Regions from separate parts of the Rattus norvegicus genome. Here region 2 is linked to region 1. The links are chromatin contacts, called in public Hi-C maps. All regions are on one chromosome and are shown on one strand. The core of a region is the stretch at or near the end of the contact, and the rest is flanking DNA. Distances in the headings are between cores, read along the strand shown.

Region 1 (6,221 bases), core at 947-3,446:
TCAAGCATATCAGGGTTTCCAGGCAAGAACCCCAAATCAATTTAATGAGAGTATCTTCAAAGTCAGTAGTAAATTCAAACAACTATGTTTGTGTCGTCTAGGAACGTCTATTAAGGAACTGTGCACAGGACTCCAGGCCTTCCCCACGAGAGCACTGGTTCCTTAAAAAGGAGAGACTCCCAGAAGCTAAAGCTAGGTCGGGTTCTAGTTCTAACACATGCCACTTGGATGACTTTTGATCTATTTTGTAGATTAAACCAAGTCTCATAATTAAACTGCAGCGAGACCATATCTCAAGAAAAAAAAATAACTAAAAAATAAAAACACACAAAGAATAATTATTACATCTATTTTACCCTTCAGGCTAATTTTCCAAAAAAAAAAAAAAATAGTATAGGTCAGTTTTCAAATTCTCTTTATGCTAAAAGCTCAATCTTTGTCTTTTCATGACCAATCTTTATTTTATCTTATAACAAGCCTTCCATTTTACCTTCTATTATGCCTCCATCAATCTATCCTCAGTCAATTTTCTTTTGTTTTTCTACTATAGGTCAAAATCTCTTGGATTCTGACTTTTCCAACCATTTTAATAAGCAGAATTCTCCATCACCTCTTATACTCAGCCTTTACAGAACTGCGTCCATCTTTTCTTGCCTTTTGGTCAGTCTGTGGACATACTACTACTTTGGAACTGAATGTATCTGTTTGGTAGTCTTCTCCCCAGGAATATCTACCAGCTTCCCCCTCGAATCCCAAATATACCAGACCTCTTTTTTCTTTACAGCAGTCCTCCAAATAGGCCAGTGACTATCCAATCCTCTCTGCTTCCCAGCAACTCTTACTAGTGTGTTCAACTATCGCACTTTCTCCAGCAGCCAAGTATCCTATAACTTGACACAAGCCTGTCAGGGTCTAAATTTCCAAAGTTTCTTTCATTAGCTCAGCTGATAAATTGGGAGTGTAGCACAGTGATGTGGCATTTGTCTAGTTCTGGGTTCCAGTCTCAATACCACAAAAATGAATAAATGTTTCTAGCCCACACAGAAGCACAGATACACCTGAGCCCTACTTCCTTTCCAGCAAGCTCTTTACCCCCCAATTTATTATTAAGTGGCCACTCCCAGTGTTTCACTAACTCTAATTCTTAGACCAATAGTTTCCCCTTCAAGTCCCATTTGCTTGGCAAAACAAAACAAAATGATTGACCAAATCTTCTTTTATCTTCCAGATTTTACCTCTCCAGTGCTTCCATTTAACAAACCTATTCCTATTTACTTCTCAGTCTCTGGATATCAATGGTTACTGTTCCAAATTCAGCTGTCTTCCTCATCACACCCCACCTATGTCTCCAGCCTCTTGGTTCACTCCCTTTAACAGTCTCCTAGTCATGTTTCCTTAGGCCTATTCCCCGAGCTTTCTAGTTCACCTCCTCATCCTCTGAACTCTTACACTTCTGGAAACTTTCTCTAGAACCTTCTACTCTCTAGTCTTTGCCTGAGATGTTTCCTATACCCCGCAGGTGAAAGAAAGCCTTCTTACTCCTGGCTAACTTACTTGATCCACCAATTCCCTTCAACTTTTCTCTCAGTCATTCCCTATTCCCCTTAACTATGTATGGCACATTTCTCCTCATCTCACTGATCCACTTTCTCCCAGAGTCATCACTTCTAGAGTTGATTCCCGTCATCCCTTAAATTAACCTTTCATCTTTCTCAACCTTGTCCTTATTCCCCATCTTTCTCCAACAATGTTACCAGTCCTCTGGTAGACTATTCCCTTAGCGCCTCACCTAGTCCCCGAATCTACCTTCTACTCTATCTAAACATCTCCAGGCCAAGGCCAGCATTTCCTCCAATTCACAGCGTCCCTTCCCGTGGCACTCTGAATGCCCAGACACCAATCTCCAATGGCCTGGGCCTGGCCTCCTGGGAGAGAGGTACAAGTCACGTACCCCATCCGCATCTTGGCTCCGCTCTGACTGCCCCCGCTGCCGGGTAGAGGAGGGCGAGAAGGTAAGCGGCCGAGGTGCATGCTTTTTTCAAGGGCCGACATCAAAGGGAGGCCTCACGTCGAAAACAGTGGCCCAAGGTCCGTCCCACGATACGTGCGGTACAACCGGTCACAGCTCACTCCTCTAACGACGCCCAGTCGCCTTTGGACAGCAACCAGCCACCGGCAGCGCCGCCTACCGCCCACTGGCTCAGCAAACCCCGCCCTCTCGCCTCAGCGCTTCCACCGGAAGTGCGCAACAGCCTTCGCACAAAGGAAACTGGGTAACGGAGTCTGCGGATCCCTCAGACTCCTATCAGAGAACTCGACAACCCTAGCGGGAAGAGTCCTCTTAAAGGCAATGCATGCTGGACAATGAAGTCCTCAAATAGTGTATCAATTTGCGCTTGCGCAGCTGCAGGTGTCCTGGTCCAACCTCGCAAAGGTAGGAAAGCAAAGCATCATGGGTGTTGCAGTCCATTTGCAGGGACTCTTATTGGCGCCTTCTTTTGGCACAGCTTTCCGGGAACTGTTGGAGGAAGAGTGTTTCTTCCTGCGTCCCAGGCTTCCCAGCGGCGCCCGTTGCCGGGGAACGCAGGCGCCGTGGGAAGGGATGGCGGGAGCGTACAGCTTAGGAGCTAGCACCAGCGTTGAATTGGTGACGAAGGGCCCAGGCTCGACATGAAACAACGGAAAGGCCAAGTGCCTGGGGGCGGCCGTGGGCGCAAGAAGCGAGGTAACTTTATCTGTCTAAGCTTGAGGAAAGCATAAAAGGGCTAAGGAATTCTAAGGAGACTTCCACCTGCTCTGGCTAAACAAAACAAAAGAGGACTGAAGAGAGAATAACCAGGGAACCAGAAAGTTAAGAGAGAATTTTTTTTTAAAGATCGGAAAGGAGGTAGCGCCTGTGGGTCGATAAAATGAGGCAAAGTGAGGATTAATAGATAACATATAGGAAAACAACAAAATTAAATGTGTTCTTTTTACGACAAGGATAAATGTCTGTGTGTTAGAGGAATTCGGAGTAGGAGGAAAGGGCATAACTATGTCCCGAAGAACCTTAGATGATGAAAGGGTGTATGGTAGAGGACACCGTGAAATCAGTAACCCAAGTTGACTCAAAAAGCAAACAAAACCATTTCTGTATATACCTTTCTATTTCTCTGACTTTTTTCTTGGGACGTGATTGTGCTTCATTAGAATATACTAAAATCTAGTCAGGAACCAATACAAATAGCTCTTTCAACTGAAACAATTTGTGTACTGTAGAGTGGAGAAAAGATCTACCATAAAGCTCAGGGATAACTCGTTGAAATTCAAACGTATTTGCACATATGGACTGCACCTTACTTAGAATGACTTGAATCCAAACTAAATCCTCTTAGTTTTCCAGCTCTTTTAAGTGACCAGACAGGGGGCCTGATGGACCCCAGGCTGGCCTTAAACTTGATCTCTTGCAGTAGTCTCTCGGTTTTTTGTTTTGTTTTGTTTTTGTTTTTGTTTTTGTTTTTGTTTTTAAGCATTCTCTAAATCTTTCAGAAAGGGTACTGATTGAAAGGAAAGCCAGGGTTGTAACTGATCGCTTCTTCTACATTTAACTCATCATCCTTCTGAAATCTAGTAAGATTTAAAGTTAATATTATGAACCCAGAACCAAAAATAGCAACAAATCTAAAAATGTTAGTCTCTGTCCTTGACTGTATGATCTTGGCAGCAAAGACAATTTAAGAGTGAGATGAAGAGGCAGCTGTGATGGCGCACACCTTTAAACCCAGTAGTCGGGAGGCAAAGGCAGGCAGATCTCTGAATTCAAGGCCAGCCTGAGTTACAAATCAAGTCCAGGACACCAGAGCTTGTTACATTGAGAAACCCTGACTCAAAACAAACAGAACAAAAAAAAAAAAAAGTGAGATTAAAAATAATGTATCTTCTCCATTATTTTATTTATTTATTCACTTTACATCCCAATTGCTGCCCCCCATCTTCCGCTGACAGAGTCCCTCCCCCATGACAATGTATCTTGACTGTGGTGAACTATGGATTTGCAACAGTTAACAAAACTTCCAACTACTGAGGTTTAAAAATCTGTCCACTTGTTTTATTGTCTTTATGCTTTTCAAATAGTATCTTTCAATTAAAGAAAAGTTTGGATTAACATAAGTGACCAAGTAGGGTTATTCTATGGCCTGTTTTTTTAGTTACTTCTCAGTATTAGAACAGTTAGGAAAAGCTTTCTCTGAAGATTTATTTTTCATTCAGAGAGTATATAGGGTGCTCCTAAGTAAGGCGCAGTCCATATATCATATGCATTTGAATTTCAACGAATTATCCCTGAGCTTTATGGTAGACCTTTTCTCCACTCTACAGACCTTATCCAGCTCTCAGGAGGAAGAGGCAGGTGGATCTCTTGAGTTTGAGGCCAGCCTGTTTTAAGTAAGTAAATTCCAGACAAGCGAGGATTACCTAGTAAGATGTCTCAAAGAAAAAGAAAAAAAAAAGCAAATTGTGTTAGACCAGATTTTAAATACAGATTTTGCTGTATTCCTCCATAGGTTTGAGTGACATTTCCCCATCTACAAGCCTGCCACCTCTGGTTGAAGGACAGTTACGATGCTTTCTCAAACTTACTATTAACAAGGTCGTATGGAAGATTGCGAAGCCTCCTGCTTCTGTACTTGTCCGAGTGAGATGGTGGGGAGAAACATCGGACGGAACCCTCTTTTGTCCCAGGGACGCATTACAGACTGAGCCAAAAGCTGTGAGAACAACTACCCGTTATGCTATTCGCTGTGGCCCGAAGCAGTTCACCTCATACCTAACAGGTATGACTGTTTTTGTTTTGTTGTCTTAACTGTAAACCTGATCTGAAACATGCTTGCCGTCAGCAGTCTATTTAAACAGACACCACCATTAAACTGTCTTTCCTGCTGAGAAACACAGTCAAGGACAGAGACCAACACCTTTAGATTTCCCACCACCTTTCAGTGCTAGGTTCAAAATATTAGCTTTGAATCTTACCAGATTTCAGAAAGATGATAAATCAAAAGGTAAATGGTATTTTACTTGTAACACTTAAATCATCAAATGAAGAGGGTTAGCAGGTCAATAAGGACAAAAAGGTATCTTTTTAATACAGGAATCAACAGTCATACATTTGTTTGTACATCCTATGAGGTAACTATACATCATATGATTCAAGTTGGTGTGGGACCTATAGGATTTAAGGAAAGTAACTTTACATTTCTGACCTATTTCTTCACCTGTAATATGAGCTCAAACACCTGCCCTTTGACCTTCTGGGTATTTTCATGAAGAAGCAACATGGTTGAGTTGAAAGAACACAACTGAAGTCTAAACAGTTAAATTTGAACTCTAGATTCAGACCTGGATTGTTGTGTGATGCTAGGAGGTGTTGTTGTTTGTTGTTGTTTGTTGTTGTTTGTTGTTGTTGTTGTTTGTTGTTGTTGTTGTTGTTTGGAGACAGAGTTTCTCTGTATAGCTCTTGGCTGTCCAGGAACTCACTCTGTAGACTGGCCTGGCCTGGTTCTCAGAGATCCACCTGCCTCTGCCTGTCAGTTGTTGGAATTAAAACGTGCACCACCAATGTCAGTCTAGTTTCTTAAAGTAGTAGAGTCTCAATGTCCTGTTATAAGGAGAATAATATGTCCTTATCAGGAATTACCATGGAACTTGATTGGACAAAAGTAAAGTAATAGGTCCAGTGCCTGCTACATTGTAGGTGTAAGGTCTGCATAGATACTATTTAAGGCACAAAGTAATAAAGTTTTAAGTTATTGTCCCTACCAAGAAGTCATGTAAAGATTAGTCGAGAAAAGAAGAACTGTCACAAAACATTAATAAATGATACCAGACAGAGGGTGGGTGAATGTGTGATTACCCTATACGTTCAGAATTTTGACTATTCTGGGTTGTCAATACAGGGGGATCTTGTAAGTTATTAGGAAACAAGAATCCTATTTTACCCTTGCTACTTTACATTGGAGAAGCCATTTCATCTTCTGGGCTTTAATTTCCCCATCAGTAATTTGAAGGAATCTAACACAAAATAATATGCCCATACCCAAATTTCATTTTCTAGTTAGGAAAGACGGCATTTTTGAACAGGATCCAGATATTGTGAATCTTATAAGAGATGAGCTGGCTGTCAACAGAACCATGACATGTTTTCTAGAAAACAGAGAGCCAAAATGGGCCCGTGAAGTGTCTTAGAG
Region 2 (6,221 bases), core at 1,201-3,700, 340 kb after region 1:
GAGTAGGAAGAAAGAGAAAGCTGGGTACACGGTTCATGCCTGTGTTTCCAGCACTGGAGAGGAGAGGAAAGCGGATCAGACTTCCAAGTCCAGCATTGGTTATATAGCCAGTTCCAGTCCAACTTGGGCTATGTGAAACTTTGTCTGGAGCAGAGGGAGAAAGCCCCCCACAAAGAGATAATTTGAGAAGAGAAATTGAGAGTTCCTCGCTAACTTTATGTTTTTTAACAGATTATAACTGTGATGGTTAATCTTGTCAATTTGATGGGATTTAGAATTACTATGGAAAACCAAATCTCTACCCGTGTCTGAGGGAAGACTCGCACTGAATATGGGCAGTTCATGGGATGGGGTTCTTAGACCGAATAAAAGGGAGAAGGTGCTTTCTGAGAACAAGCATCTCCCTCTCATGTGACCTGCTCCTGCTGCAGTACTGCATAAACAGATGACGTGATGGCTCTATGGTATGGTTAAGTGGAAGATTTTAATTGTAGATATGAAGGAGAGTTCAGCTAGAGGCGTCTGGAAGAGTCCGGAGCAGAAAGGAAAGGTAAACTGAACATGGCCAGCAGAATGGACTTGGCCATGAGGTGGGGCAGGGAAAGAAAGAGAAAGAGCCTACTAAGGAGGGTCAAGAAATCAGAAATATTAGGGTTATAGGAGAATGAGAGGCTGAGGGGGAGGGAAGCCCATGAACTGAAGAAATTTAGGGTAGTGGGTGGGGTGAGAAGAGCCAGGATGTCAGCATGGAGTCTGTAACAGGTTCTTGTGATACTGAGGGATCAGGAAAGGGGAGCATGGAGGCCAGCATGCTCTTTGGTATGCTAATAGCCAGGCACCACAGAGAATCATTTGTCCCCAGTTTCTTTTGGACACTTATCTTCCCTAAGATGAAACTGTACATCACAATAAACCCTTTTTCCCCTCCCTCCCTCCTTCCCTCCTTCCTTCCCTCCCTCCCTCCTTCCTTCCTTCCTTCCTTCCTTCCTTCCTTCCTTCCTTCCTTCCTTCCTTCCTCCCTTCCTTCAAGTTGCTCTTGTCAGGTATTTTGTCTTAGTAATCAGAGAAGTAACTAATACAGTATATAACCACCATCGTTTTAATGGTGGGATAGATTTAGTTTACAGGATGGTAGACACACAGTCCTGAAACACCGTTCAGGCAACGAAGACCCAAGGAAAGTTTCTAGGTGGGAAAACAAGAGGTTGTTGTATTTGAAATAAATGTATGTATGTATGTACATACGTATGTATATGTATATGAAATAGCTCTTCAGGTTTTAAAAAAATGGTGTGTGCTCCTTAAACAATTCAGGCAATATAAAGATAAGGGAAACTTGAAACCTAACTATCCTCTCTCAAAGATAGTCGCTGGTTACATTTTGGAGAATCTCTTTCCTGAAATCCTTATGCTTTTATATTCTCGAACTTCAAATAAATTGAAGCTGTCTAATCATGCTGTTTTTGCAATCAGTTTGCCCCTCTGACAAGATGACAAGAAATTGTGAAAAACCTTTCATGTCTAAAGATATTTACCATCATTTTAAATGGCTGCTTAGCATTACGTTGAATGTATGCATCACTATTTATTAAATCAGCCCCCTATCGATGAATGTCTACATTCTCCTCAACTCATATTCAACAACCTCCTATAATAACCGTGGGCATTGTTTTCTAAAAATTTCGATCATCTTTGCAAATTAAATACTTATTAAGTAATGTAAATGTAAACAAATGTCCTTTTTACAGGAAGATTCAATTTGGAGAATCGTCCTCTGATTTTCAGGGATGCCAGTGAAGCAGCTGCTGCATTAGTTCTAGCGAGACAGTGACAAACGGAGATCGCGAGAAGAGTACAGAATTACAGGTGAGGTAGCCAATCTAGGCCCAAGCTCAGTGGGTTGGAATAGTCCTTCCCCCTTTTCTCCCTTTCACTTCTTTTTTCTTAACATGGAGGAAGGACTGAGAACTGCATGTCCCAGCATTTCGCAAGGATCACACTCCTGGGAACTGTAGTACCGTGTCTGAGAGGGGTCCGGAAGGAGGGAATGGGAAGCTGTGTGCGGCATGCTGGGAGGTGTAGTCCCTCGGGCGGAAGGGGTTGCAAGTGTAGGTTGGAGACGTAGAGAGTTTTACTTCATGGAGATGAGGCTGCAGAAATATCCGACTTCTCTCTTAAGAGGTCTTTGAGTTTACAAAATCCCGTGGGAGTCGGCTTCATTCCCTTGTCTGTGACCCAAGAGGGTGCGGTCCAGGACCGGCGCAGGGTTGGGAGATCCAGGCCGCGCAGGGCCGCAGCAGAGCACACCGGGAGTTGTAGTCCAAGAGCTCTGAGGCTGTGGGACGTGTCGGGACAGCGCGCCGACTCCTCCTCCCCCGCCCTTCTCAGCGGTCCCCCGCCCCCTCCCTCCGCCTCCTCCTCTCTTGCCTGCAACCGAGCGTCCCCTTCCCCCACTGTCGGGTTTCTCCGCGGCTACTGCAGAGGATTCAGATCCGAGTAGCTGAAGAGAAGGAGGAGGAGGCTCCGGTCCCTGCGCGCCATCCACCACCCTACTGGACACGGACGAGGGAACGAGAGCGTCGCCGCTGTAGCCTTCAGAGAAGACAAGGGCATCGCCGCTTCTGCTGCCGCCGCCGCGGTTTTCGTCTGCAGCAGCTCGCCGGTGAGGAGACCCCCTTGGCCCCCGGCCCGCTCCCGTGGAGCCTGGGCTGGTGGCGCCGGGGAGAACGAGGGTGGGGGCCGTAGGGCCCCCGCGCCGGCTGGGGGGAGGGGACCGAGGTGGCGATGGAACGGCGGGCTGGTGGGGGAGACTTGTCCGTACGCGGGCTGGGGGTGGGGTGAGGGTGGGACACCAGCAGGTCAGGGGAGGGTAGCGGGGGGTGGATGGGTGAGGGGGGACGACTTTACATGGAGGGATAACCAGACCTGGGATAGGAGCATGGGTGTGTGGGGTACCGAGGTGGAATTTGGGATTGTCTTGGGGCGAGGTGGAAGGTGAGATTGGAGTGGGATGTGTTTTAATGGGGGAGGGGACTGAATGAAGGTGATGATTTGGGGTTGGCCTGAAGCAGTTGACAGCTTGGGATCAGAACGGGGTGGGGGCTAAGGAGATGATTTCAATGCCAGTGAGATATAAACATTGGATGGGACTCTGGGGAGTGCTAATTTTGGAAGGTGGGACTTGGGGAAGGAAGATGGAGATGGTAGGAGCTGGGGGTGAGGGGTTTGGCATGGGTTGAGACCCGAGCTTGAAGTGGGCTGTTGTCTTCTGGGGATGGTGGAATTTATGACTACTTACAGAAATAGCTTGGGCTTGGAGAGAACAGAAGAGGTAGAATTTGTTTGGGGTTTTCTTGAGGTAGGCTGCTGGAGGTTTGAATTTGGGCTGGGAGTGATGAGATTTCCAATTACTGGAGATGGGTGAGGTAAGCTGACAGGAGGGAGGGAATTGCAAGTTGGGCCCCAAACAGGAAGACAGGGATTGAAATTGGGGATGAGGGCTCAGTGGGGAAGGATTTAGGATGAGTTTAGAGTCTCTGGAGGGAGCAAGGTGGCTCCCCTGAGCATAAGTTGGAGGTAGGGGGTATGTGAAACTACTCAGCTGGACTCAACTAGAAGAACTGTGGCAGGTGTGGAGCAGGGTTAGGGATAGTATCTCGCTACCAGTCTCGCAGAAGTCATGTCTGTGATGAGCTGGTTACCTGCGGTGAGGTGGCAGAGGGTAAATTTAAGGCCTGGGAGACCTAATGTCTCCCATGGAGTGGGTTGGTTTATTTAGGAAAGGAAGGACTAAGATGTCCTTCGACACACCAGAGGTTTAGGGGTTAGAACATTTACATCGGGCTGCTGTGGTGAGAGACAATAACAAGGCCATTAGAAGGGTCTTCACCGGGGACAGAGAAGGAACATTAAAGATTCTCCTAGAGGATATCTTATGCTGTCAGTTTGACCTTTTTGTTTTATGTTGGAATTGTCTGGAAATAGCAGCCCCCAGGGTAAAGTTTTGAGAGAACCATTTAAGGTAGAATTAAAGGAGAGTGGGGAGTCTTGCAGTTCCTATGTCTAAAAGGGAAAGTTGGGGGTTAGAGGGGAGATCCACTCTTAAAGGAAAGGTGGGAGAAGGTGAAACTGTCTCTGCTTTCTCCTCCCCCCCCCCCCCTTGGTACACTGAAACTAGTCCTAGAATTCGGAATTTAAAAGGACTCTGATGAACTTGAGGTTGTTAAGGGTGCCTTCTTGCTTGAGAAGTGATTAACGAATAGGAAGACTGAATTTATTTTCTAGGCAGGCAAGGTATGTGTGTGCAGAAAGAGGTTAGCAAGCCCCACCTCCCCCCAATAAAATTGATTGCTTGAAGACTCCATTTATTGGTGTCCTGGTTTGCAAGGCATTTGGGCCCATCATTGTATTGCTGGCTAATAATCCTGAGATGAGTCTTGGCACTGCCGCTTTATGTAAACAGAGAGAAGACAGGAACTATGGAAATGTAATAAATATTCATTCTTTGGTGAGATGGTTTGGTACTGATGGAATTTTTCATTTGATTCTCTTGACATTACATGATAGGATTTAAAATAATTGGGCTGTTTCTATAGATTGAATTTTCTTCTAAAGAAATTCAAGTGATCAGAATTCTGTCAGGTGTGAATAAATGAAGTCTAATACACAGCCATATTTTATTGTTAAGGGGATGCTGTTGATGTAGACACATTGCATTCACTACAAGAGAATAACTCCCATCTATTCATCAGAAATTTGATTTGAAGCTTAGAGACGAGTTTATGCTTGTGGTTGGAAGGCCCAGAGGAATGTGAAGAGAGGGAACATCTTTAGGGAAACAGCTTTCGGATTTAATTGCATTAACTGTGATATGCTAAACTTGAAGTGGCTGTTGATTAGAGCATAGTCTAGGGAAAAAGTGAGGAGAAATGGAAAGAAGATAAAATTGATATCAATGGGAATTAAAAAAAATTTTTTTTTCTGTTAAAGTTCTAGTGTTCAGCTAGAAAACAAAGCATTTTCCTTGGTTTTCATAGCTTAACACATAAAAATACCCATTTAGAGGGTGGACTTATCCTTGGAATTGGAAATGTCCCTTTTTTTTAAAGGACGCTTTCTATATTCTAATCAAACCAAACCAAATGTAAACTGAAAACAAACAACAACAACAACAAGAAAAACCAAATAAATTCAAGCTTGAGCAGTTACCTGTAATTCATTGAGAGTGTAATCTAGCCAATGAGGGCCTTTCTCCTCATAACTTTACTCTGGGGTCCAGACCTTGCTTTTGTGAATTTGCAGGCATGCTCTGGACATGGGCTGGTCATGGTAAAGTCCTGGATTTTGAAATCTCAAAATAAGAAATCAGGTGGGAGAGCTGTTTGGGTGGATTTATTTTTCCAATAGTCATGGTTTACCTGGGCAGTTGTGAAGCAGACACTGGTAAAAAGTAGAGAACGGGTAGAGGGATTGGTAGCCTGGGTAAAATGAAGAGCCCAGGAATTGAGGAGTCGAGGGTTTTGACTTCAAATCCTGATTCCAACATTTGAAAGTGGAGTGATTTCAGTAAAGTCATAAAACCCTTTTTTTTTTTTTCTTTTTTTCGGGGCTGAGTACCGAACCCAGGGCCTTGTGCTTACTAGGCAAGCGCTCTACCACTGAGCTAAATCCCCAACCTCATAAAACCCTTTTTATACTTAGTGGTGATGATTGCATAACATTGTGAGTACATTGACAGTCTAGACTTGTGTGTTTAATTGTGGTTAAAATGCCAAAACAAAACAAAGCATTCATACTTTGCAAAGGCCATCAAAGGAGACTGATGAGTTCGTGTTTTAAATACATTGTGTGTATATGTGAAACGTATGTTCATCGTTTTTTAATGTCTGCTCAGTGCTAGGGGAGATGGAGATGAACAGGCAGTTGCCAGGGAGCTTTCGGTGTCATGAGAAGGACAGGCTGTTTTAAGTCTAGAAGCGAGACAAAATGAGTGTGGTGGGTAAAGTGTGGGTCTGAAGCTTACTCCCATTACTAAAATGTGTGACCTTGGGCGCAATGAACTTATCTATAAAGTGAGGATAATAAAATCAACCTCGTTAAGGTTGTCTTGTGGATTAAGGAGAATGATTTAGGAAAGCACTTAGCACAATGTGTTGTATAGTGTACATTAAAATAATATTAGTTTTTATTATCATAGAGAGATAGGCAGAGGCTAGCATGTT

What was found. Hi-C and Micro-C count contacts between places; a contact is called where the count stands out from the background.
Region 2: a Hi-C map of liver shows a contact between it and region 1, with 7 times the contacts expected there. The contact joins the promoter of Fam168a here to the promoter of Ppme1 in region 1. A contact is called at or near these places in 2 of 12 Hi-C or Micro-C datasets (both in liver).

The regions. Positions count from the first base shown.
Region 1 is chr1:164,125,024-164,131,244 of GRCr8, forward strand. It overlaps Ppme1 (protein phosphatase methylesterase 1), which reads right to left and starts at 2,197. Exons shown (of 14, transcript NM_001191838.1): 1 at 1,952-2,197. The coding sequence starts at 2,052. C2cd3 (C2 domain containing 3 centriole elongation regulator) reads left to right here and starts at 2,671. Exons shown (of 33, transcript NM_001191602.1): 1 at 2,671-2,725; 2 at 4,542-4,811. The coding sequence starts at 2,671.
Region 2 is chr1:164,466,997-164,473,217 of GRCr8, forward strand. Fam168a (family with sequence similarity 168, member A) reads left to right here and starts at 2,451. Exons shown (of 9, transcript NM_001108494.1): 1 at 2,451-2,662.